Regions from separate parts of the Mus musculus genome. Here all the other regions are linked to region 6. The links are chromatin contacts, called in public Hi-C, HiCAR-type, Micro-C and promoter capture Hi-C maps. All regions are on one chromosome and are shown on one strand. The core of a region is the stretch at or near the end of the contact, and the rest is flanking DNA. Distances in the headings are between cores, read along the strand shown. Region 1 overlaps Zbtb20 (zinc finger and BTB domain containing 20). Region 2 has its middle 35 kb from the start of Tigit. Region 3 holds the start of Zbtb20 (zinc finger and BTB domain containing 20). Region 4 has its middle 17 kb from the start of Mir568. Region 5 overlaps Zbtb20 (zinc finger and BTB domain containing 20). Region 6 overlaps Zbtb20 (zinc finger and BTB domain containing 20).

Region 1 (4,922 bases), core at 1,873-4,372, 300 kb before region 6:
CTTTGTAAAACATTGGCATATACTTTGCTAATGTGTGGGGCGCCCAGTGGTTAAAGCGTCAATAAAAGCTCCATGGATTTTGCTTCAGATAATCATGAGCAAAGGAACGTATAAACCTATAGAGATGCTCAACACCACCAGCTACCTCGCTAACATGGTCAGACAGACCTTAACTAGAATTCCTTAGCAGTACCTTAAAAATACTGAACAGGACTAGAACCTGGAAGATTTTTGGCATCTTCAATTGCTTTTAACACCTGGGGCTTTGGTTTGGCTTTGGGGTGTACTGTTTTCTCTTTTTTTCCTTGTCTAGAATCTGGCCACGGCAAGCATGCACTGCTGACAGAGCTCCCTCACTGCCTATAGAACAGAGTACTGCCTCTCGCATCTCCTGGTCAGCAGTGACTGGTAAGCACCAGTGTTTTATTTTAGTAGCCTGGACGGAGTTCCAGGGGCAGCTGTCCTCACTGCACACAATCAGGTCCTCTTTTCAGGGGGTTATAAGTCAACCATCAAAATACCAAAATATGCTTTGGTTTGAAACTTGGTGTACAGAGACTCAAGCCTAGGAATGACTGTGGTTTACTTCCAAATTTAAGAAAATATTGAATTTTGTAGGTTATTTATTTACTGTTTTCAAATATGTTTGAAGAGTCGTTTAAACTTTCCATAGGAAAGTGTACAAAAAAAGGCATGCCACTTTATTACCTTTGGCCATTCATTTTGAATTTCAGCACATCAATGGAAGAACTAAATGATGGAGCAAACATTTATTTATTTTATTTTCTTACCAAATACAGATGTTCTGTCCACTTGGGTCCTCATCAGTGCTCAGAATGTTGGTGTGTTGTAACATAATGAAATAAAGGCGCTAACGTCTTTGTTTTGTTCTTTTCAGTGGTGTGCAGAATGGAGTAATGAGTTCGTGTTTTGGGTCCTGTATAACTCAAGAACTCATTTCAACTTAAATAAATTAAGTAAGCAATTAGTTCATAATATGGCCTAATCACCTCTGGTATTTTGAAACAAACAAAAACACAAAAATGGCTGTTGTACATTTGCACTTAATTACTTCCATATAAAATACTCCTGTGGATTTCATTACAGGTGACACAAATTTTGGATGTAAGCTTTGTTTGTGATAGGAAGTCTGGACTATTGTTGTATAGATTCCCATGAAGATTCTGTATCCTTCCCTTCTCTTTTCCTACAGAGAGTCAGCCTATCCAGCACATTCTTACCCTCCTAATTGGCAAAAGAAAGGCCTTTAAAGACCCTGGAGAATAGGCTATGTTCTACATTGGCTCAAAGGATGTGAAAGAGCACTGAGAGGTATGTATCATTCCTAGAACTTCTGCAACATTTCATTCTGCACTTGGAGGCAGAACACTCTCACCCGTGGACATGTCTACTTGGGATGTCCTTGGCCATCAGGACAGCCTTATGGAAATGTATCTGAGAAAAAGACCCAACAGAGCAAATAACTTTGCTCTGTCTCTAATGTAAATGGGGAAACCTTGTAGTAACAGTGTAACTGTGAGTTCTAGCCTTAAAGGGATTTTCTTGGCTTGGATTTTTTTCCTACCCTCTCCTTCAGATACATATGATCGAAGTATATGTAAAAGACCAGTGGTGCAAACTCAAAGTACTGCATGTGATCTTGGGTTACTTTCCCATCATGCAATGTGTGTAGCGGCACTGGGACTGAACCCAGTGAGTCGATGATTAAAAAAAACGAAAAGCAGACTACGGAACATTGTTGGTGGGATTTACAAACCATATCCTCTGTTTCATAAGTAGGTATAAAGAACCCCAAAATTGGTTCTAAACTTCTAGGCTAATCTGATCTATCGGCCAAAGGATCAGCTTTCACTGGTGAGAACCCAGGTCGTCTCCTTGGCATGAGCTCACCGCCAGGTCAGCCAGAGAGCTTACAGTTTTTCAGGTGATGTTAGATGTCACCATGCAATACTAGCACTCTGGATTTCAATACAGAAAATCCAAGTTCAACTAAACTTTTTCCTGTTATGACAGTTTTATGAATGTCACTCCTTTTAGAACTTAGGCCAACATCTTCTTCTGATGTTTGGTTTGGACGAGCTTCTTCTGTAGCTTGGAGTCATGCAAATCCTTCAGCCGCAGCCTTGCAATGCTCGCCAGCTGTGGACATCCCTCAACTAAGTATGTCTTCCACACAATGGATACTCAGGAAACATCTTTTGCGGAATGGAACTAGCTTTGCTGTAAGGGAAAATGGAGTATGCAACAGAGGTCTAAATGAACTTGAAGGAAGACTAATAGATCTTGAGTGTGTGTTTGTAAAAAAAAACAGGCATGTAAAACAAGTGGGTTTTGATATAGCTTCCCAAGGGAAGTAGTAGAAGTTTCATTACTCAGGGCATTTTAAACTAGAATAGACAAAACACTAGAGGGATATGTTGAAATATGCGTAGTCTGTCTGTGAATTAGTGTTTACTTTCAATATAATTATAAGTGAAGCAACACTGCAATGGGAATTTTTCATACACATGAAAGCTATGGCTACTATGTTTCCACGTCGACCATATGTTGCACATATTGGTTGGAGTGGCTGTGTATCCCTACTGCCCTCTAGTGGATAACATGTAAGGCCTACCTGATTAGCTGATCTAAGGAGCTACTGCAGTTTGGGGGTATATCAATCCTTAATCATTTAGGGTAGAAAGAAAATAGCTGTGTTGATGCATTTTCCATCAAATTATAAAATTGAAGGGCATTAAAAACAACAGAGTCTAACTCTGTAATTAAGACTGCCATTTAATGTTTGTTCGCACACGGTATTCATTTCTGTGTGTCCCTGCCAAAGACCCATTGTGTAATGTTGTCCTCACATGACATTAAAAACACCAGTTCCCTGGAAAATGTGAAAAAGCAACTGTGCTGCCTTGAAATACATGGGGCTTACTTTTGGAAACAGAAAATTAATACGGATGCAGGAAGATAACTTGGAACACAAATAATGGCTCGAAGAAACTTGAAAATCAGTCCTGCTCCTTAAATTCGAGCAAGCCCATCGGTCGGCGGCGCTGGATGGGGGTGTTGGCTGTTACTCAGAAGTGGGCTGGCAGACCGGCTTCAGCACAGGGACCCTGCTCGGAGGGAAGGCTGAGTAAACATGCTTTCAGAGTACTGGGGCAGGAAAGGGAAATCCAAACCCACGCTTGGTACTTCAGCCTGCACTTAAGGCTCTCACATTTGGGGGTTTGTATGGCACAGAATCCAGAGGCCTCACCTCCAGTGACGAGGGAGTCAGACATGCAGAGTCATTTAGCATTTTGTCATTATGACACAGGGTGGATGGGAAGGCAGTTCTCTTTGTATCTTATTAATATTTTCCCCCAAATGATTTACAGTCTAGTCACTATTTTTAGCCCCATATTTAACATGTTAAAGAAGTCTCCCAAAATCCTAAGAGAAAACAAACAACCGATAAACCGGGCAGAACGAATACGATCCACACGACAAGGTGCACATCCTGTGCCTCCTGAATGCTGCAAACCATTGGCTCTTTCCACAAATATGCAGAAAGAAATGGTCGAAATGGACTGACTCTTTAAATGTCAGGAATTATTAGAAGCTGGTGATGTGTGAGTGGCTGCACATCTCAGGGGAGAGCATCTACCCAGGCACATACCCGCTGAGCAAGAGACCACCTTCCCAGTCTGTGATTTGGTAAAAAAGCAATGGTTCGGCATATCCAAAGCAGAGACTAAGGATTCCTGGGTCACTGCAAAGAAACCAGGGCCAGCAAGATGACTCAGTCGGTAAAGGTGTCCACTGCCGATCATGACAACCAGAGTTTGACCCCAGAACCTACACAATAGGAGAGAACCAACACCCTACAAGTTTTCCTCTGACTTCCACATGCATACCATGGCTAACATTCACCCACACGCATACACACATGCACGTGTAAGTACACACTCATATACAGTGAATGAATAAATGTAAAAAATCCAAAAGAGAAGAAAACAACAGACTAAGAAAATGGTATAGCACAGCCTAAGATACTATGACCCAATAAGGGTTCTAAGTGCTCTCTCTTCTTCTCAGTCAGATTTCCTGTTCAGTTATTGGTGGCTCTACAGTGAGATGAATGGAAGTCCCATGAGAGCTGAGGGTAAACACTGTTAAGATAACTGATAAGCCTGCGAGCAGGGGGACATTTTGGAGTTCTCCTTGGTGTTCAACGCAGGGAAATCAGTGCTGCATTTTAAATAGGAATCTTCTCTTCATTCTAACTGTAGTCAGGGTGGAACTGTGTGCTGCTACATTCACACAGGCAGCCCATTGGAGCCAAATAGGACTAACTCAGAATAAAAAGGTGTCCCTCCACCTGTGTCCATGGGGTCAGGAGAGAATGCCTGACCAGGAGAATGATGTCTCTTTGACCTTCCTCTATTACTTCTCTGGTGTTTAAAAAAAGTCACAGCCCTCTAGAGAAGAACACCTAGACTTTTGTATGAGAAGAGTCTGTACATTGCAGCCGTGGGATCTCTGGGGCAAGGAGATGGCTCAGGGCATCAACAAGAAAGACAATAAGCAAAAAACATCTTCCAAAGCAAGTCCCATTAGAGCAGATTGCAAATAGATCTTTGTTTTCTACTGGGTTCTGGCTTTTTCTTGGGGTGTGGGTGTGGGGGTTCTGGCTTTCATGGGGTGAAATATCACTGTTAGAGCCTGAAGATGCTTAGCTATGAATGACTCTCCCTTTCTGTCCGGTAGAAGACTGAATGAAAGAACCAGAACAAGGAGGAACAAGCTTCTCACAAGCACAGTGGCCCAGCACCAACTCTCCCTGCGTCAAAGCGTCTCTCACTTGATTGTCAGTGAGACGGCAATCATGCAAAGGGAACCTGATTGCCCGGTACTTACTTTCCAAT
Region 2 (4,519 bases), core at 996-3,495, 460 kb before region 6:
GAGACCTTGGATTCGGGAGCTGTACCTCAGAGACCAGGAATCTGTGTGTTTTATTAACTATGGCCCAAATGACTTTGATCTGTGTAGCCGGAGGTGCAGTCTTCTTAACTGTGTAGTAGATCTACGGCTTGTCTGAATGCGGTGAATGGTTTCAACTTCACTGAAGTATAAATCTGAATCCAAGAGCTTTGAGCTTGGCCTGTGGGGGCCCATCAGCTACCTAGTGAGTGTCGCTAACTATCCATTGCAGGGCCTCAGCTCAGCTCAACAGAGCTCCTGGCATTTTGTCTCTGTTTTTCTTTTACTGAAAATAATTTTCTTCCATACGGTAAATTCCGATTACAGTTTCCCCTCCCTTAGCTCCTCCCAGCTCCTAACTCCTCCCCACTTCCCCTCCCATTGGAATCCACACCCTTTCTGTTAGAAAAGAGGCATCTAGTGAATAATGACAAAATACGATAAAACAAAACCAATGGCGTTTCAAATCAGTGACTCCATCTCCAAATAAGAGGCCCAGGAACCTCTAAACTGGCGCATTGGGGACTTGGATTCTGGCGGATGTCAAAGGATGAGTCACCAAATAAGTTACAGCTAACATAAAAGCGGTGGGGACACCAGGAGGAGCCGCTGTACTTCAGCTCATTTTGCAGAGGAGCTGTGGGAAATGTGTGGGCTTCTAGCCAGAGGGCCTGAGCAGGACTCCCGATGTTCTTAGCTACTTGCTACCTGGCAAAGCAAACAGCTTAGGTTTCTGAGTTGTGTGTTTCCTCTGCTCCTCACTAAGGCCGCAGCCCTGTTGAAGACACAGGGCTGCCGTGAGACTCGGGTGACTTAAATACATGAAAACGCTCTTCCAACTGTGGCGTTCTGAGCAGCCATTGCCTTTTCACTGTGTAGAAACATGTCTGAGGTGTTGTAATGACAGAGTGTACTATCGGGCAATGGTGTGTGTGTGTGTGTGTGTGTGTGTGTGTGTGTGTGTGTGTGTGAAGGGGTGGGGGTCGCGGTTGGGATAATTCGTTTAGAGCTAGCAGCTGAAATGGAAGGCCAGAAGCAAACTGGCACACAGGTGTCCGAGTTTGCTGTTCTGACAGCGTGTGCTACACACTTACTCGTTTGCTATGAGCAGCAAGTTGGATGTAACTGGAGATCTGGGAACGCCAATCTTCAAGAGAAGACACAGTCAAGCATGAATTTGATATGGTCAAATAATTTCATTTAGGATTTCAGAACTCTCATTATAATTAGACCTTAGTCAACACCATTGAGATATGTTCAATTTTAAGCCCCAGAAAAAAATAATTGTCACTAGAGAAAGGGCTTTGAGAGCATATGCAACGATTTATTCCCCTTTAGAGAATTTTAACAGTATCTATAGAAAGTATGAGGCTGTGTAGATTTTTTTTTTTTTTTTTTTTTGCTTTGTTTGGTTTTCGAGACAGTGTAGCCCCAGCTGTCCTGGAACTCACTCTTTAGACCAGGCTGGCCTTGAATTCAGAGATCCACCTGCCTCTACTTCCCGAGTGCTGGGATTAAAGGTGTGCGCCACCACGCCCAGCCAAATGATGCAGTTTTTATGTGATGAATTCCTTGTTGCTGCAGTAGACCTTGGGCAGTCCTTGCTCCTCCTGTAGCAGAGCTCTGTTTATTGGCTGGAGATTTAGTCAGAGGAGCTCTGGAATTTAGCAGGAGACATGTTTATGTCTCATGGTCAAATACTTATTCAGAATTCTAGAATTCTCGAGCACCTCCTGTATGTCCAGCATAGCGTGGGGTATTAGAGAATCTGATATGCCCCAGCTTGTAACTCATTCACGTCAGAGGCAGAGGGGGAAATCCCATCTTTGTTATTCAGTAGAATGAGGTAAAACCAGAGGTCAACAGACCTGGTATAAGGATCACTGTGCTTTTGTGACTTTATTCCCTTAACCAAATCTACTGAACCCTTTCCTGTATCAGGCACACGCTCTCCAGAGCTTACGTGATGGTGGCAGCCTACAAAGATAGTGAGACTCCACCAGCCATGGTGGCATGGGACTGTAATCCCAGCCCTAACAAGGCAGGAGGAGCACAGGTTTGAGGTCGGCCCATCTCAAGAAACAACAACAAACAAAACAAAACAAAACAAAACAACAAAACTGGAAGAGATGATGAAGTCCCCTAGGCAGAGGTCAGTAAAGACAGGCCAGGCAGAGAACACAGGGTACATACCAACCCGACAGCTCAAACCCACAAACCACAGGCTAGCAGGAGAGACAGCCTTGGGGGCGGGACAAGGTGTGGGGGCGGGACCAGAAGGTTCCTGTGGGCTCCACCATAGACTTCTGCCTTTCCGTCAAGTGGAAGAGGGCGGGGCTGGAAAGGATTTGTGGCAAGCAGTAGATATAAAGAGATGAGTGCTTTTTAAAATTGTGGCGTTTTAAAATAGCCAATGCTCTGTTTGCATCTTCCTCGAAGGATCCGTAGGTTGAGGTGTGGGGGTGGGAATACAAAATAGTGGATTTAGGGAGGTAGGTTAGGGACTGTGCAGTAGCAGTGGAGGTGAGAAAAATGATTTTAAAAATCAGACACAAGGTGGTGGTGGTGGTAAATAAAGAGTTGGGCAGAGCTAAGACTCTGAAGGAGCAGATGTGTGGGAAGGAAGCTGTCTTGTTTCTCCCTACGTTCTTGTCACTTCCAGTTCTATACTTTTAGATCTCTCTCTCTCTCTCTCTCTCTCTCTCTCTCTCTCATATTTATCTTTCCAACTTACATTCCAGTGGGGGAAGTGATTGGATTTTTTAAAAGATTTATTTAGTTTATGTATGTGAGTACACTGTAACTGTCTTCAGACACACCAGAAGAGGGCATCAGTTCCCTTACTGATGGTAGTGAGCCCCCATGTGGTTGCTGGGAATTGAACCCAGGACCTCTGGAAGAGCAGTGAATGCTCTTAACCGCTAGGCCATCTCTCCAGTCCCCTGGACTTTTTTTTTTTTTTTTTAAGCAAAATTTGTAGCACAGTGTGGCTGTGTTGACATACTACCCGTGGCAAACATTGAAAGAGTTTGAGCACAGGGTTTGAAACAACTCAGTCAAGTTGTCTCACCTCTCAATCCACAGAATTGCCACCTAGAAAACTGGGATACAATGGCATCTGGCTTGTTAGGCTTCCTTTAGAGTTCAGTGAGGTAGTAAATACAAAACCATTGACACAGAGCTTGGTTTAGTGAAAACGCTCAATGCTGTCACTTGTCACAGATTCTAGTTGGAAAGCCGTATCAATTACGTGTCTCGTCACTGTAACAACATACACGACAACAGCAACTCGAAGAAAGATGGGCTTGGATTTTAATATTTATTTTATTTCTGGTTATGTGTGACTGTGTGGTAAATGCCACACATGCTGTGGGTACCGAAAGAAGCCAGAAGAGTGAGTCAGGTAGACCTGAAGCTGAGTCACTGGCAATGTGGATGACTTGCTGTGGGCTCTGGGAAGTGACCTCAGGCCCTCAGTCACTGAGGTGTCATCTCTCTAGCCCTAACATGGATATTTCTCATTTGGGAGTATTTCTCAGAGAGGATGAAAGCAAGAAGCTAATAACTACAGTTGAATATGCCTATAAGCTCCCAGAATGTCCATATAGGCCATGTGTTGTTTCTATAGATAAGTGGAGGCTAAGACAACAAATGCTTTCCCAGGGAGATAAGGTTCAAGTTATGCCCCGTCCTTTATGGCTTTATAGAGTCTTAGCAATCCGGATTAGAGGTTTTCAAATGGCAATCTACAGGCTAATGGGACTCAAAATTGTCACCAGTCTCAACAAAATGTGGACTAAAGTAAATTTAAAATATCTCCCCAGCTTTCCATTATGAAACGATTATTGTGCCAGGCATAACAATCCTAGTTGTGCACATCTTTAATCCCAGCAGTAGGGAAGCAGCCCTTAGAGTTGGAGGCCAGCCTAGTCTACCAAGTTTCAGGACAGCCATGGCTACACAGCGAAATCCTGTCTTAAACAAACACACACACACACACACACACACACACACACACACACACACACACAAAAGACACAGAATAAACCACCACCAAGAAAAAACTGCACAGTTTTATTATCAAGAAATTCTTAAGGCCAAAAATGAAGAGAAAGGTTTATTCGGGAGAAGGGAGGAGGAAGGAGGTAGCCATGAGTTCTGAGCAAGGTGAGGAATGGCTGAGCTGCCTAAAGTAGGTACATCTGTTTGGTAGAAAAAGGAGACAGAGAAAGGTTCCCCCAGAAGGGATCCCAGTGTCCCTTTTACCCTGGAGATTCGGCGAAAGCTAAATTTCTCCTGAGAACTTTATAACAGGGAGTTGCTCTCATTGGAATTAAGGCTAGCGTTCCCACAACTAATATAAGCTGAGAAATCCCAAGATGGGTACTGAAGTTATTCTGGGTTGGGTAGTGCCTCTAGGTGCCTGGTTAAAGCAGGCACCAATTTTCCCCGAAGGCAGGGGCATTGATCCCAGGTCTCAAGGAATTTCTGGAACCTCATT
Region 3 (5,122 bases), core at 1,517-4,016, 330 kb after region 6:
ATCATACTGTTTGGCATTCCACTGTTTGGGTGCTTTTCAAAGAGCCAAAGCTGATTTTCATCGGATAGGAGTTAAAAAGCACACACACGTCACTCAATACCAAATTGTTTTAGCTACAGGGCATGGCAAAGCATGAAATAACTGCTTTAGAGCACTTCCTCATGTGGGTGTGTTAGATAACTGTCTGCTCTAACATTAAAATGAAACACACTATGACCTGACCAGGGCTTCGGGACTTAAACAGGAAGATGAGCCCCCCATAACCAGTAAGACTGGTTAATGAATTTTTCTGGCACTCTATAGCCCTCCTGTGACGCAAGCCTTTCAGCCTTCCAAATCCCTAGGCAGCAGAGGGCACTGGCTTTAAGTTTACTTATGCACATTTTACAGTGTCCTGCAGCATTTAGATTGTGACAGTTCCTCCCAGAAAAGGGCAAGAGTATTTTTCATCCTAAAAATATTTTCGATTTACTGAAGGCCAACCAAGAATTATAATGCAAAAGAAAACACATTCTAAAAATTAAAACCACCACAGAAATGACTAAAATTTTCCTTCCTTTTATCCTTTCTGGGAGGTAAAAAAATTTCCATTCTCTTTTGGAGTTAAGCATTTGGTGTTTACTTATGGTTAATGTAAAAACACAATGTGAAATATTTAAAATTCTATCAGCAATGCATCTATGATTTTTGGATCCATATAAACATGAATTATATACATAAATTCACACTATTTCCACAAAATACATATGCACAAAAGATGATTGATCAAACAGTCTGTGAAAGATTTCTTTTATCTAAAAGAGCATCTTAGATAATTCTTCAAGAGATAATACCAAAAATAACAGGTGTACGACACAGACACACTTCTGACCTATTAGTTCTGAAACAACTTTTTGGATCACAGTCTGAAATGGGAAAAATTCTGTTCACAACACCAACTATGCACAGTGTTAATACACGTTTCCTAAAGCCTCCTTCAAACTTTCCATGGACCTTTGATTAAAAAAAAAAAAAAAAAAAAACAATCTCTGAAAGGGCCTGACTGAATGTACTTCAGGTCTGTATGCTCTTGGTCAGGGCTGGCCTTTCCAGCTGAAAAGACAGTGGAGAAAAAAAAAAAAACTAAATTAAAAGTCTAAGTATATTTTTTTTTTAAAGAAGCGGTAAAGAAGACTTTTAGTAGCAAAAGTTCACCGCCCTCCCCTAATAATGGATTTGAATAAACGCTTTACTAGGCTTGAACCTTGAGAGTGTGTTGTGGAGTCTGCTCTCGAGTCCCAGGTGGGTTAAGAATATTGCTTTCTGGACTTCTTTGTGTTGTCAGAGAGGCCTAATGGAATTAACAGGGGAAAGTCTGCTACTTATAGTAAATAAATAATGTATTACAAAAAGGTGATTGTTATTATCAAACATCTCCTCAGATCTGCATTCATTTCCTATCACTGCTCGTGTATATTCTGAAAACATTTATGTTCCTCTCTGTCTGACTTAATTTTTATCAGATGAATAAAAGTTCTGCTTTTGCACAAACCTAAATAGAAGTCCATCTAAAAGTATACTTCACATCCACCTTATTTAACTACTCCTTGAAATTTTGAAAAAGCACTATTCTAGAAAATTCCTCAACAATGCAAGCTGGTTTCAAGCATAGCTTTTTTCCCACCATGAAAAGAAAAAAGAAATAAAAAAAAACCTCAAATACATATTTGCAATAACAAATACATTATTTATGGACTCAAATATGTTAAGGGAATACTTACAGTTGTTGCACAAAATGGCCTGATACACTCCATAGCTTCCACTTTGTTAAAAAAAAAAAAAATGTAAAAAGGCCAGCCTCCACTCCTCCCTCCCTAAGCATAAACAAGCACTAACATACTAAAAGGAAACTATCCCAGGATAAAAACTTCTTGTTAAGAAAGTTTATACTCTTACTAACCACAGTAATACCCATATAAATGCAACAATCTATCTATAAAATAAAAAGTTAGAAAATAGCCACAATTTCTTTGAAACTATAACCCCCTGATGCACTATTTCTACATGTGTAGTAGCAAAAAAAAATAGTTCCTTGATTCTTGCCCACCCTGAGGGGCTACCCTTCACCTTATGTCCAATGTCATCAAATAAACATGCTAGCATAAAGTATGCAACCTGCTTAAAGGATCTATACTGTAAATATGGACTTTAAACTTCAATGTAAAACAAAGAACAAGAGTCTCATTTTGGTAGTACCCACACTGGCACTGCAGCTAAAACTCACTGGCAAATAACTAACAAAATCCAGTTAGCAATAAATAAGGACAACATGATATATAGACAGACAGATGGAATTGCATAAACAGACGAGAAAAGCAAAGAGACAAACATACGGAGGAGTTTGTTTTAAAAGAGTGAACGATTCTGATTTACTCATTACTTTAGTAAGAAAAATAGGTTTGTTTGTAATTATTTTTAAACTAATAAAACTGAATCACAAGGTCACACCCTTAAATAATTAAGAAAATTAGTACAGGGTAGGCCTCCTATAGATGTTCCAAAATTCAAACTAGCATTAGCTCTGTCAAATTTAGATACAGAAATTAAAATTCAGGAAAGAAAGCCTAAAAGCACTGTGGAGTAAATAAGATGATAAATGCAAGGGGACTGAGGAGGCAGGGTTGTTTTTATGAAAGTTGTCTGCCCCTACCTTCTTCCCCAGCGCTGAGTTTCTCTTCTCATAATCGGTGTCTCCCTGGAAGTACAGTGTGAGTGGTAATGACTGCCTGCCTCCCTAATGAGTCCATTTTCCTGCTCTTGATGTTGTGTATATACACACACTGCAACCTACCTTACAAACCACAGAGACGGGAAGAGAGAGAGAGAGAGCAAGAGAGAGGGAGGGGAAGGGGGGCAGAGAGAGAGAGAGAAAGACAGAGACAGAGCAAGCAAGCCAGTGAGAGAGAAAGAGAAGGAGAGAGAGAAAGAAAAACAGAAAGAGAGAGAGAGAAAGGCACAGACAAAGCCCTCCTACCAGACAGCAGACAGCCCTCCTTCCCCTACCCAGGAAAACGCAACTCGTCTAATGCAGCAACAGGTTCAGCATTGCCAGACTAACAGAGGGAAAAGGTATATTCTCTATAGCATTACTGCTTGCAAAGAAACAGTTTAAGAGCAGCTGGCTCCACCTTCTTTATTTATGCTCCATTATGAGGAATGTATTGTTTCAGCTCTGGCACACAGTACGTGTGTAATTATCATAAATACATTTTTGCATATTAGCAGGAAATAAGGAATTACATAGCTTATTTGTGCAATCTTTCAAATTTATTTTTTGAATGTGAGAAAAATGTCAACAAATCTGCTCTGACAAAAGCTTAGTAATGATTTTAAAGTCAGAGCTGTCTTAAAGGAGACTGTAAGAAACAGACTCCATACAATAGGAAAACTGATCTCAGGCAAAACTGGTAACTGCAAAGAAGAAATCACTGTTCAGTAAATAAACCAAGACCATAAACAAAACTATAAGACAAAAACAGAATTAAGTTTAATTAACTTGCTAATAGGCTAGTACCCTAGAAGAAAGCAGACTGGTTTCTTGTTTGAAGCATCCAGCTACACAATGCAATGCAGTCTGTATTAACAGGTGCAATGCATTTAATACATAGTATACCAGAGAAATAAACCTATTAGGAGTTACCATTCAAGCAAGACAAAGTTCTATACAATATGGATCGGAAACTACAGTAAATAACCTTTCATCTTTTATTAGAAGTAAAAACTAAAACTGGTGCTTTTAAATAAACCTTCCTTGAAAGAAAAAAATGAAACTCTTTATACTATACCTTTAACCAAATTTTCACATGCACTAGCTCCAGGAAAATAGTGCTGGTTATATTACTGGTCCCACCACATGCTCCTCATAGCCTTTGCTAACTCCCAGGTGCCTTTTCTAAAGTGGTGATATATTTTCAGCTTTGGGATGATGAACATCAGAAAATAGAACTGGTTGGAAGTCTCTTTTTTTTTTCAAAACAACTCCTGATAAACCAAACTAACTAACTATCTATCTATCTATTTATCTATATATCTGAGTATTGTATCTGTGTAGATGCCCATCTTCCTTAATGTTGTTTATACAGTTTGACTATATAAATTGTATACATTTAAAAATTTTTAAAGAGTAGATTTTTCCAAAGGAATTCACACACATAAAATGAAAGGTAAGAGGGTGCACTTGACTTATTCTAATGCTATATTTTGATACCAATGACCTTAAATATATTATCTGCAAAACTATCCTTTTATATGGCTTAACTTACTACAAAATTCAAAATGTATTCCTTTACATAACCAAAATAATTTTACCATGCTGGGTGGAGGAATATATAGATCAGTTGGCAGAGTGCTTGCCTAGCATGCACGAAGGCCTGGATTCAGTCCCCAGCGTTTCCTAAAACTGGACACAGGGTGTTAGCCTTAAAATCCCGTGTTTAGAGGAAATGGAAGCAGATGGAGCAGAAGTTATGGTTATCCTTAGCAACATACTAAGTTTGAGGTCAGCCTACAGCATACATCTTCTTGCCCCTGGCTGCTCTGATAATTCCATGTTTATCATAAAGCTATAATATAATCAACACAGTGTGGATCTAGAAAAAGTAAATAAAAAAATAAAATATCAATGGTGTAAAAGAGTAGAGAAGCTGGAAACAGATCCACATAAACCTAGTCAACTAATCGCTAACAAACTAAGACGGCAACACAATGGAACAACCCAAAATGCTGGGAATTATGGGTAAAAGTACCTATATAATGCAACACTCTAGGACTCCAAAACTTCAGGAATAAATCCTTAAGGAAAACACTAACAATGTGATCCAAGAAAGAACAAATTCATAGACTGAACATTAAAATCACCATTTTTTTCTTTGTATGTGAAAAATACTGAAAAAAATAATGGTAAGACAAGCCATAGAAAACTAGGAAATATTTACAGCAGACAGATCTAATAATATATACTTATATAAGATATAAAATTATATCTTCAACTCAAACAAGCAACAGAATTTAAAAGGTGGGCAAAGAGCTTAACAGTCACCTCATTGAAAAGGAAAACCAAAAGCAAATAAGCAAATAGAAACAT
Region 4 (5,214 bases), core at 1,804-4,303, 390 kb before region 6:
GGGAACTTCAGTTTGGGAGTAGGACTCCCACGTGGTTCCTGTGTGTGAGTGTGCGCACTGGCTGGGAGCTGGGTCTCCATGCCTGGGGCTAGACTTATCTATGATCTGTAGACCTTGTCCCTTCTCTAAAGCCTCGAAGGTTCCAGAGAGGACAGGAATAGTCTTTGAGCTCCGACTTAATCCTGGGATGTTTGTGTGTCACCTGCCTGGCTAGGTCCTCTCTGGGAGTCCTGTGAGGTTGCCTGGATGGCTCCCTCTGGTCTGCTTCTGGTTGAGTGTGTGTACTCCACCCTCTTCTGGAGAAAAACAGCCTGTCCCTGTGGGTTTGCTGTGGAGCCAACAAGCTGCCTTTGTTTCTCCCAACTCTGAAATGCTACAAAAAGCAACAGAGTGGGCAGGTGACTGCTTCCTGGGAAGAAAGCCATGAGTCTGAGCACACTGGTAGAAGAGGCAACTGTATCTACGCACCAGGAACCGTGTGTGCTTCATTTGAGAGATACACACACACTCAGACAACATAAATATACATAAACATACAAAGATGCAGGTCATGTGTGCGCGCACACACACACACACACACACACACACACACATTCACCAGTAAATCCACAGAAGTGTAGCATTTGTTCAAGTTTTTCCTCACGGGGCTATACACAAACTACTGATGGTTGGGCTACTTCTGAATGCTGTAAAGCCTCCTCACAGACAGCGACGAAGCAGAGAGCAGGGCTATGCATGGTGTCAGGCCTTTGACTCGAGCTGGAAATTCTCAAGTGTCTGCTGCTGTCACTGGAGAATATGAATGAAGTTTTGTGGTACAAGCACCTCACACCATGTGTGCACACGGATAAGGTACACTCACAGACAGACATTCTGGACAGCAGCTGTGACAAACTGGATGGGTTAAGCCACTTTTGTTATTAGCATCTGTGTGCAAATGACAGTTATGCTTTGGGCTATAACAACTGTCGCAACAGCAGTAGAAGCAGATGTCTTCTGTGGGGTTCTTTTTCTCTGTGCCTTAGGACTATCAGGATCATGTAAGCACTCTGAATCAAGAAACTTCTCAGTCTGAAAGAGATCCAAGGAGAGACTTGGACTGTTTTCAGGCACTGCTGAAGCTAGGATTTCATGACTAGGGCTAGAGTTTGTCTATGATCTGCAGATTATGTGTCTCAATTAAAGATGTAAAAGTTTTGATTTTGTATTTAAACAAAAGTTCACAAGACAAACCCAATGCACCTCAAAACCGAGGTGGGACAGAGAGCAGTCTGTATTGATACGATCTCTGTAGAGAGAGAAAGCTGTATTTTGAGATTTGGGCTCCCTGTTAAGGAGACATTTAAGAGCCATCCAGGCACCTGTGCTTATGTTTAACAGGACTTGCTACTTAGCAACACGGTTATTTTACAGTCAGCCTCGACCTACCAAAGAAAGGAGCAGACAGGAAATAGCTGCTTCCTGAAAGCAGCTGGTTCCCCTACAAGTTTGGTGCCTCCCAGGAAGTCACTGATTCCATAGTCCTCAGTCATGAATAGAGCTTATTTTTGTGATTATGAATCCATTACAAACCAAGAAATGTCCCTATCTATCTTCACAGTCTTTCATTTTCTGTGTGTGTGTGTTGTCTGCTTTCCTCCAGGGTTTCTAACTTAAGGCAATAATCCTACAACCCAATGGATTTTTTTGTGAAAGTTTCTTAGCTGGGGTTATGCCAGTAGTCAGTGGAGCATAGTTGGGCCCTAAAGAAACTCTGGGGAAAGGGCAGCTATCAGTAAGTCATAAATTAAGACTCTTGCTCCAGTCCTGGGCCTTTTCTAGTCTTCCTTTCATGAGGAGGAGACATACAGTTTTGAAAAAAATCGTATGCCCTGCAAGCCTCCATTTTGCTTGTTCACCTTAGAGAGAATGGAGCCTAGCTCTACAGCCCCAAGGGCACTCTGAGCACTGGATAATGCACATCTCTTCCTGCTGTGGATTCAGTGTTCAAGCAGAGAAGCATCTTGAGAAACTTAAAGTACCCCGTGGGCTAGTTTGCTTGGGTTGATCATCTTGCTACTCAGGGCTAGAAACGATGATGCTTCGGGTTAGTAATTGTGCAGTTTTACAGAAACGCAGTCAGCTCAGGTGGATGTTTAAGGTGCACTGGAAATGATAACTCCGCACACAAAGCCCTTGGGAATATTTAAGTATTTTCACGAGCTCCTGGGGCATCCTGAGCACTAGAGCAGAGGTGGGTTTTGAAAGTTTGCCCCATGCCACTACCTATTTCCAGGGCACTTAAGAGAACAGTCCCTTTTCCTTATGAAAACACAGAATGAAAGTTGCCAGGGTCCCAGTTGGGAAGTTATGTCCAGCCCTAGAAAGCCAGCAGCTGGGTCAGCTCAAGACTGGGAGTCTGGAGCTGGGGGGCCCTTGGGTAGCTTTGCTTTTTTAAAAAAAAATCTATCCAATAGGGAGTCTATTGAAATTCTAGTGTCCCCTTTCTTTTGTTTGTCACCAACTCACATGGTTCCGTCTTTAGTGTCCTATTTTTCTTTTCTGTCTTTTTTTTTTTTTTTTAATTCTTTCTCCCCTCCTGGGGGACAAAATTGGCCATTTAAACAAAGTTCTTTTCTAGTGAGTAAAGAGGTTTCTCTGAGCCAGAAATCACTCAAAAGAAAGTCTGCGGACCCTACCCATGGAAAAGACTGGAGGTTTCCCTAAGTACCTCTTGCCAAACTTCCTAGCTTTGTGATTGGATGTTTTCTGGTTTGGTATTGTTGGGTACTGAATACATTTTGCAATTCTTTTGTTCTCTTCCCTAGAGCTTCCATTACCCTGGACTTCAACTCATTACTAAATTAAAGAATTCTTTTTAGAGGGTTTTCTTTTAAGAGTCAAGTCACAGCAGAAAGGGCACCTACCCTGTGTTCTCTTTCCTCCCAGGGCATCTCCTGTCTGCTCCTGGGCTACACCTTTTTGTTCCCTTAGCTGCAGCTGCACACTGGTCAGGGCAGCATCGGCCTGACGTGATGTTAGCACCACACACCTCACATGGCTAGCCCTAACTAATCAAACCAACTCCCACTGCAACTTCAGGGGAAGGCTCAGCAAGGGCATTGTCTGCTATGCATCCTTGCCAGGGCGACTTCCCTGCCATCATTCCTCAGGACAACAGTGTTGGGCGTATCTTGGAGGACTGCAACAGGGAACTTTCCTGTATTTTCCCGGGGACCTGAGGGCTTTGATGAGGCACACATTTCTGGTTTAACTTCTACTGCTGAAAGAAAACAGTGCTTTGGGGCATAAGCAGGCCGTATGATGGTAGTAGATGGTGTGTGAGATGGAAGCACACATAGATCCTGACAGGGAGAGTGATATGAAACAGGCACGCCCAGAGAAAACTCTTGCTCTCCCGTCTCAGACACACAGCCTCTCCCTGCTCATGGATTGAAAAGAGTTTTCTTGGTCCTTACATGATATTATGATATATAATAAAGTGTCTCTTACTTACAGAGAAAGAAGGCAAGCCCAAGTCTTTCTAAAGCCAACAGTGACTGTGGCCTCCTAGATAGGGGAGAGGGGATGGGAGCTTCTGGGGCATGAGCCAGGATTACCTGCCACCCTCCCTCCTGAGGGCGAAAGACCTGCGATGGGAGAGGCTGCAGGAGGGTAAGTTCACACCGTGAAAAACTTCTATAAAGATTTTCCTTTAGGATTACTAGGTGTGAGTGTGGGGGTGGGGCTTGGTTGTTTTTGTTTTTTACTGTAGAGCTGAATCATATCCTCCAGTTCTAATTATTGTCTTTTGGGGGATATGTTTTACACAATTAGGGGCTCTTTTTTTGTACAAATGCTGGTACTATTTTGTTTTTGTATTTAACAAATTTCTTGTTTAAATTGTAGATTGATTAAAAAAATATATACTAGTATTCTTTTGAATGCCAGCTCTTGTTCCCTAAACTTCTCAAGAGGTCTTCTGCCTGGAACATCTGCTTCCATCGTGTGTGAGCGTGTGCACATGTGTGCATGCACACTTGCGCAAGTGTTCCTGAATACTAAAATGACCTTTTTTGTTTGTTTGTTTTCTAGTTTTAAAAGAACTGATAGCATCCCATCATAAAAACGGCAGGACAGAAAACAAAACAAACAAACAAAAAAAAAAGCGGCACTCTTTCTCATCTTCTCTTATTTGTGATTGTTAAATATCGAGTGTGCATGGGCAATCCTGGAAGCATCTGTAACCTTTTGAAGTAGGTGCAGACTGGCTTATCTTCTACAATGCAGTGCAGTTGGAAAACAGCCCTCGAGAGGCCAGGTATACAGCACCAGCACTATAGAAGCGACTTTCCTTTAGAGTTCTGATGCCAACGGAGTGTCCTTCAGTTCTAGAAAGCAGTATTTTAGGTTGGGAGATGTTTGGGGTAAAACAGCAGGACTGAGCCTGTACAGTAGGACTGAGCCTGTACAGTAGGTAGGACCTGACCAAGAATTCCTCAGGGATCTCCTCACACGTTTTAAAAGAAGATATTCCCTTTATAGGAAAAGAATGTGTCTCAGAGTTTCAAGTCATCTGGTGTCCTTTTCTTTTCTTTTCTTTTCTTTTCTTTTCTTTTCTTTTCTTTTCTTTTCTTTCCCATGCTCTACAACAAATGTTGGATCTTTAACCCAGTTGCTTAGCTTTTTGACAATGGCACATTAGCATGAAGACAAACGGGATTCTTTCAGGTGTAGTGAGCAGATGGGAATGGGACCGAATGGCACGCAAGGTTAAGTGTTCCCAGGATCAGTCTGAGTGCTGGCTACTTTACTGAGCTCTGACTGGAAACACATCTTTCAATGTGCTCCCGTCAACAGTGAGGATGCCTGACGCTGGGCCTCTGCTTTCTTTCCCTTGCTTTATATGGTGAGTGATTTCATGTCTTTTTTCCCTCCAGATTAAGAAAAGAATATCACAGCATCAGTTTTTTTTTTTTTTCCTCCTTGATGGGTTGAACAACTCATATTTCCAAATGATTCCATGACCTTGTGACCTAATGCTCCCTCTCTCGGTGGTACAGGAACATCAGGTCACGCCTGACTTCCAATATTAACAACAGCAAAACAGCAGGGGGGGGTAATAGGGAGAACTTTTGCATTTCTGAAGCTAATTTTTAAAACAGGTCACACAAGTTTTTTGGGTGTCCCCTTCTTAGAAATCACGATAAGTGATACTCAGTAGTAAGTTACCCA
Region 5 (5,037 bases), core at 2,323-4,822, 270 kb before region 6:
CAGCTGATTTTATTGGAGAAGGTCTTGGCATGTTCCTCCATATGCCACAATTTTCTTTGGTCCTTCCTAGGTCTATGATCAGAAAACTCATTGTGCCATCCTTACTAGCGCCGTTTTTCTCAGGGTTGCTGATGGCACAGCATGGACAAATGGATCCAGGAGAAGCAAGCTAAAGAGCATATAGATGTCCTGTTCACTTGAAAGCTTTCCAGGAGATCACAGTTTTACAAGTTTCTTTCTCAGAATATCAGTGACATAGAGAAACATATACTCTGTCTAGCTTAGAGAAGAATAAATCAAAATTAAAGAAAAAAACAAACAAAAAACCAAACCACTTGTTAACACACTAACAGATACGGAACACAGCAAGTGGTATTTGAATAAACTTCAACATTAATATATCTGCATAAAATGGAGGAGTGTGTAAAACCTATGAAATATAAATTAAGGTAACTTATAAGGATATAAATATATGTTTATAAACATATAATAATCAGAACTAACAGTTTATAGGATTTTAAAATTACAGAAAAATGATAAAAGTTCGCGGATTCTTTTTCTTTTATATAAAAATATAATTAACATAAATATTAAGTGTCTTTGTGTATCTTTTATTGTATATGTAAGTATGCATTAATATGTTTATCTATAACTATATACAGACACACACAGACACACACACACACACACCTGCATAAAGTTATACCGATTGGCAATAAAAGGTAGTAGGTTGAAAGAAAGTTAAAACTCTGAATTACTTCAAAGTGGGTATTGCAAATATCAATAGGCTACCTATAGGCTTCTTAATATTTCTTTTTTAACACGCTGAATTTTCAAATTTGATCTTAAAGCACACAAAGAAGACAGAATTAGAAAATCACTGCATAGCAAAATATATTCTGTTAAAAACCGATCAGTCACATTTATTATAATGTTTAAAATTCATGAACTTAAAATACAAAAACAAAACAAAACAAAACAACAACAAAATCCAAACAGCTAATTAGATTTGTTTTACAAATCTTTTCAAGACAAGTTCACTTCCGAGTCACAAGTATGAGAAATTTCATCCTCGAGGGTAACTTGTTTGAATAGTTAAAAAGGCCTCCCAAAATGAAAACCAAATCTCTACCATGACTATAACAGAGAGCTAATGACGAACTGCACTCGAGCAGGAGCAATGAGAACTGTGAAGCTTACGAACAACAGTGCAGACCTCAGAAGATGCCTACATGAGACAACATCACATCGAGAGTGGAGATAAAGCTTTCTGGAAGTGGGAAGTGTTTCCACTACTGACTGGAGAGACTGTTCCTCAGCAGCTATGACAACACACTGAACCAGCAAGAGCACCTGGGTGTGTATCTGCAGGAGGAAAGTACAGGACCAACTGAGCAAGAGGCCAGTCCAATTCTTTTGTCACTTGCCTTTGGAAGGCTGGCTTTAAAAAAAAAAAAAAAAAAAAAAAGCCTGTACAAAAGACACATGTGTTCCTTTTCGGGTATTATAACAGGCCCACCTAGATTTAGCTTTCGATTCCAGATGAGCTCAGACATGTTCAGACTAGCACATCTTTGCTCTGTAAGCACTGAGCTGCTAGCATTTTACTGGCAAATTCGCGGATCCCTAAATTTATGCACAATAGATGCCCTTAAATCTGCAAATCTTCTGTTTCAGGCAAATTCCTCCTTGAGTTAAAAAATTTCCCCATTTACTCTGCTAGTAATAAGCCAGAAAGTTAAGGCAGGCAACTCATACAGGAAAGAAAAGTTGAATAGTACTTACCCTAAGTACAGTGTGCAAGCCTTAGAGGGCAATTCACTTTTTCTCTAGGATAGTTAGAAGGGTATCCAGGTCTGAGCTCAGCTCCTGCCCCTTTCCCTTCTGGAAAACTGAGGAGACTCACTGAAGGTGCCTCAGAGAAGAATCCCACAAACCGACAGCCTTACCTGTGGCCATTCAGAAGATTGCATTGGTGTGTATTTAAAACTATGAATAAAGTCAGAGACAGCGCATGCTCAGCAGGCAATTTAAAAATATTTATAACATTGTTGTCTCGAAAACAAATTTCCTCAAACAAAGCAAAACTCACATTTCTTACCCATGCCAAGTTTAACGTTCTGAGACAGAGCTGTTTTGGAGTTTTCCGTTGGGGGAAAAAGGTTTCTAAAAAAAATTTTTTTTTTGAGCTGAAAGAGAATAGTTCTCCCTTCCCTTTTGGGTACTCTTAAAGGGGTGGAATAAATTTCTCTTCAAGTTTCAACAAAACTCACAATTGGTTATAAAAAAAAAAGACATTGCACATTAAAGGTCCATGAAAAATAATTTCAGAACAAGTAACAAGAAGCTAAAATCTACAGGTCTGAAGGATGTAGCGGTCACCTGAGTCTTTAAGGCAGTCTTGTGTGTTGTAACACAAAAACATACACATACAATCAGAATCTAGTATGTTCAGTATGGCAAGAATAATGTATAGACCACTTTAGGCATATCGAGAGAAGTTATGCTTTTTTTTTTTCTAACTAAAATCTGAACTCTCCAAAACTAAAAAAATACATGAAATTATAGGGTAAATTCAGCAAGAATTGTCAGTATAATTGCACAGCAAGCATGGAAAGATAGCTGATCACATATTGGTCAGCTAAATTTTGAGATACATAAAATAAAAATTCGATTGAGTTAAGGTTTTAAAAGTACTAATTGCAGCAAAACTGCTCGTCTTTCTCCAGTTTGGGATTTTCTCTCTCCCTGCCTTGAATACCCTAAATACCCCATCTACCACCTATCACCAAACCCTGACCGAGCAGCGCACAGATCTCAAAGACCTTATTTAAATCTCTTACTTAATCTTAAGTCTCTGAATAGATTGCAACTCCTGCTCCACTTTCCAGTGGTGCTCAGCTGGCCTCACAAAAGCGCCACGGACATATCCTTAACTATCTCTGATGTTTTCAAGCTCAACAGAGGGTGCCAAAAAGAAAAGAAAAAAAAAATCAAAGATCGGAAAAAAAAGTTTATTAAAGTGAAAGCAGGAGCCCAGATTTGAAGAAGTTGCCTCTACTTTTATTTCCCTCACAACTCCGCACAGGTGTTTCCTACCTCACGCTGCTGTGCACGCTGCTGAGGAGGAGGGGTAAGTGAGGGTGGGGGAGTGGGCCAAGGTCTGACCAGCAGGCATCAGGAGCTGCAGCCTCCTGGGTTAATGGATGTGTTTAAAAATGGACCCCAAGCCCCCAAAAGCCTGGAATGAGGTTTCTTTTTGGCAAATGATTAAACCACTATACTGAAATAATTAAAGCTTTGTCCTTAAATAAAGCATCCGATCAACAGAACAAAAACAAAGATAAAAACTGCACACACATATGCATGCGTGCACACACTCTGACACACAGATACACAAAACTAGCGGGTGAAGGGAGAAGGAAATTAAATAAAAGAAAACAAACAGAGTCCTAACAGGCCATTCTCCAAAAAGAAATCTAAATAAAAAGTCATATGATATCTGATAGTGCAGGACACGTCGCCAAGAACCAGAGCGGATTGCCTCCAGGAAGAAAGGGCCAGTGTATTCCAGCTCAAAGAGCGTTTCTTTCTTCCTCCTCTATGTTCCCCTTTCTCCTCGACTGTTGAGTGTGTTACTCTCAGGTCAGACCTACGAAGAATCCCAGAATGACAGCTATCACCTCTCACTGTACTCTCCCAGCACAGCTAGCTGACGGGGCTGCCTGACTTGGGGGGGGGGGTACTGCTGCATTCAGCAACAGCCTCTTCCTCTTCCAGTCCTCCCTCTGTCCCTCTCAGAAAATCCTCTGGCCACCCCAAACAGCAGACAGGGAGAGAGATGAAGGGTGAGGAGAGGACACTCACACACACAAACCAAATATGCAGGTACAACAGCTGCAGTAACAAAAGGATTCAGGAGAGGGGAAAAAAAGAGAAGAAAAGAAAAAGAAACCAAGCAAAGTATGTGTGGGGGCTGGGGTGGGGAGCAAGGGCAGAAAAAAATCCCCAAGCCTCTTGCCTTTAAGCTAAAACTTTTTAAAGACTTAGTTTCTTTTATTTTTGGTGAGTGACTTTCATTTTAGGATCGTTTACAAATTCTACAAAAATATAGACTTTTGAGTGGAATTCAAGAATTTCCCGCAAGAAAACATGCAACTGTGACAAGTGACCGGCCCTAGAAATTTTGGATTTGCCCAGACTTCCCTTACTTCTAGTATCTTCCCATGAGGTCAAGTACTAGCTTGGCCACCCAGTGCCAGGCTTAATTTGAGGGTCATTACTGAAGGAGCACACACATAGACGGGTTCCCGAAAAGACCCCTTGTTATCAAGTTACTTCAAACACAAGGCATTCAGCCCTCCCAGCCAGGAGGGCTGACTAGTGAGGCGTTGCCCTCTGCCCCATAAGCACTGTGCCCTTTAGAAACACAGATAGACGTACAGTTCATACACATGGGAAAATATATGTACCTCTAGTTTTTCTTATAGTGTCCGGCCCCAGGGATAATGAATGAGTTTTATTTTTCCATAAATGGGAGGAAGAGGAGGAGAGAGTTTCTGACTCGTGGACAACTGTTGTAGTTGTTTCCCTCTGAGCCACACTTAGGTGCTCAGCCTAGTCTGCATTTTCAGGGTTTTGTGGTGGCGCTTGTAGCTATTTCCCCTCTGCTCAGTTTAGTGTCCATTATGTACCTCAAATGATTACCAAACGACACTCAAAATATAAACACATTAAGAGCAGAACTTTCAGAAAGAAAGCATTTCCCTGGGATTATAAGTTAAGGATATTAGTATAAAAATATAAAATGTACAGCATGTATTAAAAGATAAACTGTTTACTATACTTTGCTCATACAGTTCCCGTCCTGATTTCTCTTTTCTTTTGTTAGAGGATTAATTTGAAAGTGATAAGCATTCTAGAATGTTTACTACAAACACAAATTCATAGTGGAAATACATACGCATAGGCAAAACATCAAACAGAATACAAAGCTACATGGCAATCAGAATTGTTGAGAAAACCTCCGTCTAGACT
Region 6 (4,662 bases), core at 1,138-3,637:
GTGAGCAGCTGGACTACGTTCTTGTTCCAACAGTCACCACCTTCTATTTCTCTAAGTCACTGTGAGTTTCTCCAACAACAAGCTTAAAACTCAACCAAAAGCAGATCACCAATACCTTGTCATGAGTTCATGTCATTCTACAATACTTTGCTGTTACTGCCCATGTATCAGAGGTAGTAATAGTATTTTCTTAAAAGACAAAAAGTGTGGCCATGCTAAGCTATTCTATAATCCAGCGTGCTGAGTATTAAGATCTTCTGCAGGACTTTGGCTCAATTTTTCAAGCCTTTCCAATTCCTCATAATGCTGTGATACTCATAATAAAGAAGGCAGATGGTTTGTTCTCTGAACATATGCTTTAAGTGCCCTCTTTGCTATTTCAAAATAATGGACCAACTTTAGCCTCTAATACTCACCGAAAACTTTAAAGAGGCTGCCTCATGAAATCTGAGGAAATCTGGTCGAGGGGGAAGTCAATCTTAAACAAAGTATATTTTCTAAACTTTCTTTGAGCTCTATTCTACATATTGAAACAAACTAATATTGAAGTAACATAGAATACAGTAAGGAAAGTCACCTAACTAGTAACATATTTTCTAGTTCAAGGAATGGATTAGAAGGCAGAAAAAAATTGTTTTATTTATTTATATTTTAAAATGGTGAGTTTCTGAAAGCGAATGCAGTTGACTGTGATTTAATTTCTGTGTACCTGCTGGATTTTCCATTTTTATTATTCCTACTCCTATTCCTATCATGTCGATATTTTATTCTTAAAGCACTTTACAATTATTAATTAGTTAATTTGGTCTAAATTACATTTATGCTTTTGTTTTAAATCCATGCTACTCATAGTTATTATAAGCCTAAAATGCTATTTCGCCAGCCAATTATTCTCATCTCAAAAACAGCTTGTTGTTGATGACAGCACCTTTTCTAAGTTTTCAAAGAACATTTAATACATGGCCAGTACATACACATTATTTCTGGATGCTTTTCACATAATCTAACTGCACTTATAAAAAAGTATATCTGTTTAATATCTACATTTTATACATGAGCCTTCAACTCCTTTTATATTTCCACGCCTTTCATTTAGTTTTGAAAAAGACATTAAAGTTGTTTCTTATATCTTACAATGACCTCAAAAGTGAGGAGTCTGAGCAACATTCCAGATGAAACACACACACACACACACACACACACACACACACACACACATTTTGGTTACTATAAGAGCTAGAAGCCTAACAACAACTTCCAAACGTTCGTGTTCCTGTAGAAATCTCAACACGGACTAACTATCTAGGTCCTAATGTAAAACAGTGTTTACTTTTAAAAATCCATGCAACAGTTTCCCCACATGTGTTTGGGACACTGTTAAGACGCATCATAATTAACAGTGTTGAAAATAACAACAGATCTTTAAATCCAGTCATCGTTTTATACATAGTCACAAATATCTGAGCAAAATGAAAACTATTTTTAGGACAAAACGTTAACTTTTTCTTTTGCTGATAAAGACAAATAACTTGAGAAAACACCCTTTCCTTTTCACGACTCTCACTTTCACAATAAATGCAGCACGGAAACTAAATTCTCAACTTAGAACTATGCTGAGCTGTATAAACAACTCAGCAGACTCACAGAAACACTCCCCATCCTCTGCTTGGTCTTTCACTTCCCAGGCATACACAATCACACTTACCTGCACAAGCCTCAAACATCAGTCTATGGGTGGTTTTTTGAAATGAACTCTGTACCGATGCATTTTTCTGTGTTTCTTTCTAACCCTCGGGAATGTTAAGAATTTAGGAAGAGAGCCACAGTTTAAGAGCGCAATTATTTGCCAGTAAATACTCAATTTGCTTGTCCTGTGATTTTTCTTCTAACTTGCATATTCAATAATCCGTCCCTGACTGCGTCACGAGCACAAAAAGTCTTTTCTCTAAAGGAGAACACTTTCGCCAATCAACCTTCAGCCATGCCAGGGCACAGCTCGTCAGGGTGATTTGTTAGCTTTAATTAATAATTCCTCATGCTGGCCATTTCACAAATAACACAGTCAGAAGGCGACGCAGGATGGCTGTACTTCAGGGCGATCAAAACACAGTGGAATGGGGGTGTAGAGGAGTGGGAGAAATTCACATCTACTCAGACTCTTTCAGATTACAGTATAGAGGCCATCGCAGCTGAATTACCACACTATGTCCACCAATTTGTATTCAGATGGAAGCCATATGTTCTTCCACTTTTATCTGCTAGGGCCTCCCAGTGCCAACACCATTACTGGACAGACAACATTTACAAAGGAGGTCTCTAGCCCCGGGATTGCACAAGTTTACTGCAGGTGAAGTTGAGAAATCAGACATATACAGTACTCAGTGAGTTTGTGTAACAGCCTGGAACACAGAAGTACAAGTCGCGAGTGTCAGATTTTCTCTTGCTAGGCTGGGTGATACTGGACATTTCTGTTAGCCTTTAACAAAATCCTCAGGCCTGGACCGACCTCAAAACAGTCAAGTAACAATGGAGCGTTTGTTCAGGTAGGGCACAGTTATTGACTTCTAAGCTATGCATCGCATATTTTATTAAGGCCTAAGAATTTTGGCTGAAAAACAAAACAAAACAAAACTCTGACTTTCCCAGCTTGCTGACACAATCCACACATCTTTTCAAAGCACATCAATAACAGTGCTTGAACAAGGCACCAAAGCAGGTAGCATGTAAAGAGAAGTGAGAATTAGGAACACTGTTCCATGTGGCTCCATCACGGCGTCACTCATGAACAGCACACGGGTAGCCCTGCTCTAAAACATACACACAGTGTAAACAAGGTCGGACAACACAAAACAAAACACTAAAACAGCCAATTGCTAACAAAAAAAAAAAAAACCATTTCAACAATAAGAAATATCCCTCAAAGCAACTAGACAAGTCAGAAGCATAGCACTATGTCCATAGTTAATTTCAAAAGGCTCACAAATCCTGGAGAAAAACAAAAACACAGAGGAGATTATAGTCATGCCCCTTATCTGATGTGTGTGAAGGCAAACTCATTAATTTGTTAGATACATATTTATTGACAATCTCTTCTGTATCAGAAACTGGATAATACCAGTACTGAGAGAATAAGGGACAGGCTTTGCCTTCAAGAAGCTTATAATTTAATCACTACAGCTTAAAAGAAAACATGCACCTCTAAACAGAAAACTGTCAATGTAGCACAAACATACAAGAAAGCATGAAACAGAGCTCTTAGACATGACACATTAACTGCATCTAAAGGTAGAATTGCAGTGTCAGTGGTAGGGAAGAACATTCTACAGGCAGGCAAACCTTTGAACTTTTTTAAAAAAAACTATTACTAGAATCAGATTAACAGTTCTAGGAACTGAGGGATTTAGTGAATAGTAATTTCAGATAAATGCTTTAGATAGTAAACAGCTCAGGATTTAAAAACAAATCTATTAAGGAACAAAGTCCTTCTCAAACCATGATGACTGCCATCATCAGGATGGTATATTGCAACAATATTGGTATATCCCCAACACAGGCACAAATAAGAGTGTGCACTGTCCTTCTCTCTATCAATGCATTCCTGTTATCTCAGGCAAGTAGAGGATGTAGGCACACATCCTGTTTTCCTACTCATTTGTCTTTTGTTCACCAAATGCATACATGCATACTCTGTTTGTATTGTGTCAGAAGATAAATCATATTTGCATGGCTATTATAAGAAGGGAAACTATGTATTTACTTAGTGGTCACAGATACATTCTAGTCAGAGATCACATGCTATGTATTACAAATGATTGCAAATGATAAGGGGGTGGGGTGGGGAACGGTCTATCCTAACGTGGCATCTAGAGCTTGTAAATCCTCTTGGAAACTGGATGACATTCTCAATTCTATTGAACATTGTTTTATATCATTTTCAGAATGTAAAGAAGCACCTAGAATACCAAACTTACAAACTGGTCATACATTGCCAGTTAAAGAATTTGTATCGTTCATTTATCCATTTACTAAATATTTATCAAGCTTGTACTATCTATTCATGTAACACTTATATATAATAACAATTAAGACTATTGAGTACTTCCTATATGTTGGTAACTGATGTACAATTTTATATAAGCATATATTCAGAAAAGTATCTCATTTAATCACCAGAAGAACTGAGGTAGGTCCTATTTCAATTTTTATTTAACAGATGATGAAACTCCACAAATAGTAAACTGGATGTACACTAAAATCCTAAATATTAAGACCCCTGTAACAAATATCTACCAAAATCTTATTAAATTATAGTTGCATGTAACATATAGCAATTACAATATTTTAATAATCTAGGAAATTTAGATAGTTTTGGATTTAATAGTGAATGTAAAGGTAGCCCTACAAATAAAACTGGGATATAATACTATGGAATCTCCAGGCTAGCAGGCTGCATTAACAGAAAAAAAAAAAAAGACAGGTACATTGTGTTGGACATGGTTTCAAGTGTTTAAAGCAAGCAAGCAGACAAGCAAACAAACAAAAATAGGCAACACAATTCCTCTTTGTCCTTATTCAAACTACATTACACACACTTTTAGGAAGCAATGCAGAGAGAATCTTGAGACACAGAAAAGATGGTAGTTTAAAAAGAGAGAAGGGAGA

Evidence for each region. Hi-C and Micro-C count contacts between places; a contact is called where the count stands out from the background. HiCAR-type assays count read pairs that join an accessible place to other places. Capture Hi-C pulls out chosen DNA fragments and counts their contacts.
Region 1: a Hi-C map of liver shows a contact between it and region 6, with 2.1 times the contacts expected there. The contact joins two enhancer-like sites. A contact is called at or near these places in 2 of 484 Hi-C or Micro-C datasets (Sertoli cells and liver) and 2 of 9 other capture datasets (adipose tissue and macrophages).
Region 2: a contact with region 6 is called in a Micro-C map of muscle stem cells, with 3 times the contacts expected there. The contact joins two enhancer-like sites. A contact is called at or near these places in 2 of 484 Hi-C or Micro-C datasets (adipose-derived mesenchymal stem cells and muscle stem cells).
Region 3: a contact with region 6 is called in a HiCAR-type map of astrocytes, with 3 times the contacts expected there. The contact joins the promoter of Zbtb20 here to the enhancer-like site in region 6. A contact is called at or near these places in 5 of 484 Hi-C or Micro-C datasets (liver, muscle stem cells, uterus and 1 more), 3 of 115 datasets of contacts at active chromatin or transcription factors (astrocytes, heart atrium and neural progenitor cells) and 1 of 9 other capture datasets (adipose tissue).
Region 4: a HiCAR-type map of astrocytes shows a contact between it and region 6, with 2.0 times the contacts expected there. The contact joins two enhancer-like sites. A contact is called at or near these places in 1 of 115 datasets of contacts at active chromatin or transcription factors (astrocytes) and 1 of 9 other capture datasets (adipose tissue).
Region 5: a contact with region 6 is called in a promoter capture Hi-C map of liver. The contact joins two enhancer-like sites. A contact is called at or near these places in 6 of 484 Hi-C or Micro-C datasets (muscle stem cells, uterus and ventricular fibroblasts), 5 of 115 datasets of contacts at active chromatin or transcription factors (astrocytes, embryonic forebrain, fibro-adipogenic progenitors and 2 more) and 4 of 9 other capture datasets (adipose tissue, liver, macrophages and 1 more).

The regions. Positions count from the first base shown.
Region 1 is chr16:43,537,956-43,542,877 of GRCm38.p6, reverse strand. All of the region lies in intron 5 of Zbtb20 (zinc finger and BTB domain containing 20), which reads right to left. Among named protein-coding and RNA genes, the nearest start is that of Mir568, 100 kb to the left of the region's middle. Within about 2 kb of position 3,122, at least 62 of the 459 cell types and tissues checked have an H3K27ac peak or open chromatin away from gene starts, as enhancers often do. A contact at or near this core is called in adipose tissue and liver, where this site is marked.
Region 2 is chr16:43,696,852-43,701,370 of GRCm38.p6, reverse strand. No RefSeq gene overlaps it. Among named protein-coding and RNA genes, the nearest start is that of Tigit, 35 kb to the right of the region's middle. Within about 2 kb of position 2,245, at least 124 of the 459 cell types and tissues checked have an H3K27ac peak or open chromatin away from gene starts, as enhancers often do. A contact at or near this core is called in muscle stem cells, where this site is marked.
Region 3 is chr16:42,905,289-42,910,410 of GRCm38.p6, reverse strand. Zbtb20 (zinc finger and BTB domain containing 20) reads right to left here and starts at 2,766. Exons shown (of 11, transcript NM_001285805.1): 1 at 2,690-2,766. All of the region lies in intron 1 of Gm19522 (predicted gene, 19522), which reads left to right.
Region 4 is chr16:43,621,305-43,626,518 of GRCm38.p6, reverse strand. It overlaps a transcript of Zbtb20 not described here and a transcript of Tigit not described here. Among named protein-coding and RNA genes, the nearest start is that of Mir568, 17 kb to the left of the region's middle. Within about 2 kb of position 3,053, at least 24 of the 459 cell types and tissues checked have an H3K27ac peak or open chromatin away from gene starts, as enhancers often do. A contact at or near this core is called in adipose tissue and astrocytes, where this site is marked.
Region 5 is chr16:43,505,071-43,510,107 of GRCm38.p6, reverse strand. All of the region lies in intron 5 of Zbtb20 (zinc finger and BTB domain containing 20), which reads right to left. Among named protein-coding and RNA genes, the nearest start is that of Gm15713, 87 kb to the right of the region's middle. Within about 2 kb of position 3,572, at least 90 of the 459 cell types and tissues checked have an H3K27ac peak or open chromatin away from gene starts, as enhancers often do. A contact at or near this core is called in adipose tissue, astrocytes, heart atrium and 3 more, where this site is marked.
Region 6 is chr16:43,233,121-43,237,782 of GRCm38.p6, reverse strand. The region is part of intron 3 of Zbtb20 (zinc finger and BTB domain containing 20); the gene reads right to left. Among named protein-coding and RNA genes, the nearest start is that of Gm25873, 110 kb to the right of the region's middle. Within about 2 kb of position 2,387, at least 65 of the 459 cell types and tissues checked have an H3K27ac peak or open chromatin away from gene starts, as enhancers often do. A contact at or near this core is called in adipose tissue, astrocytes, heart atrium and 3 more, where this site is marked.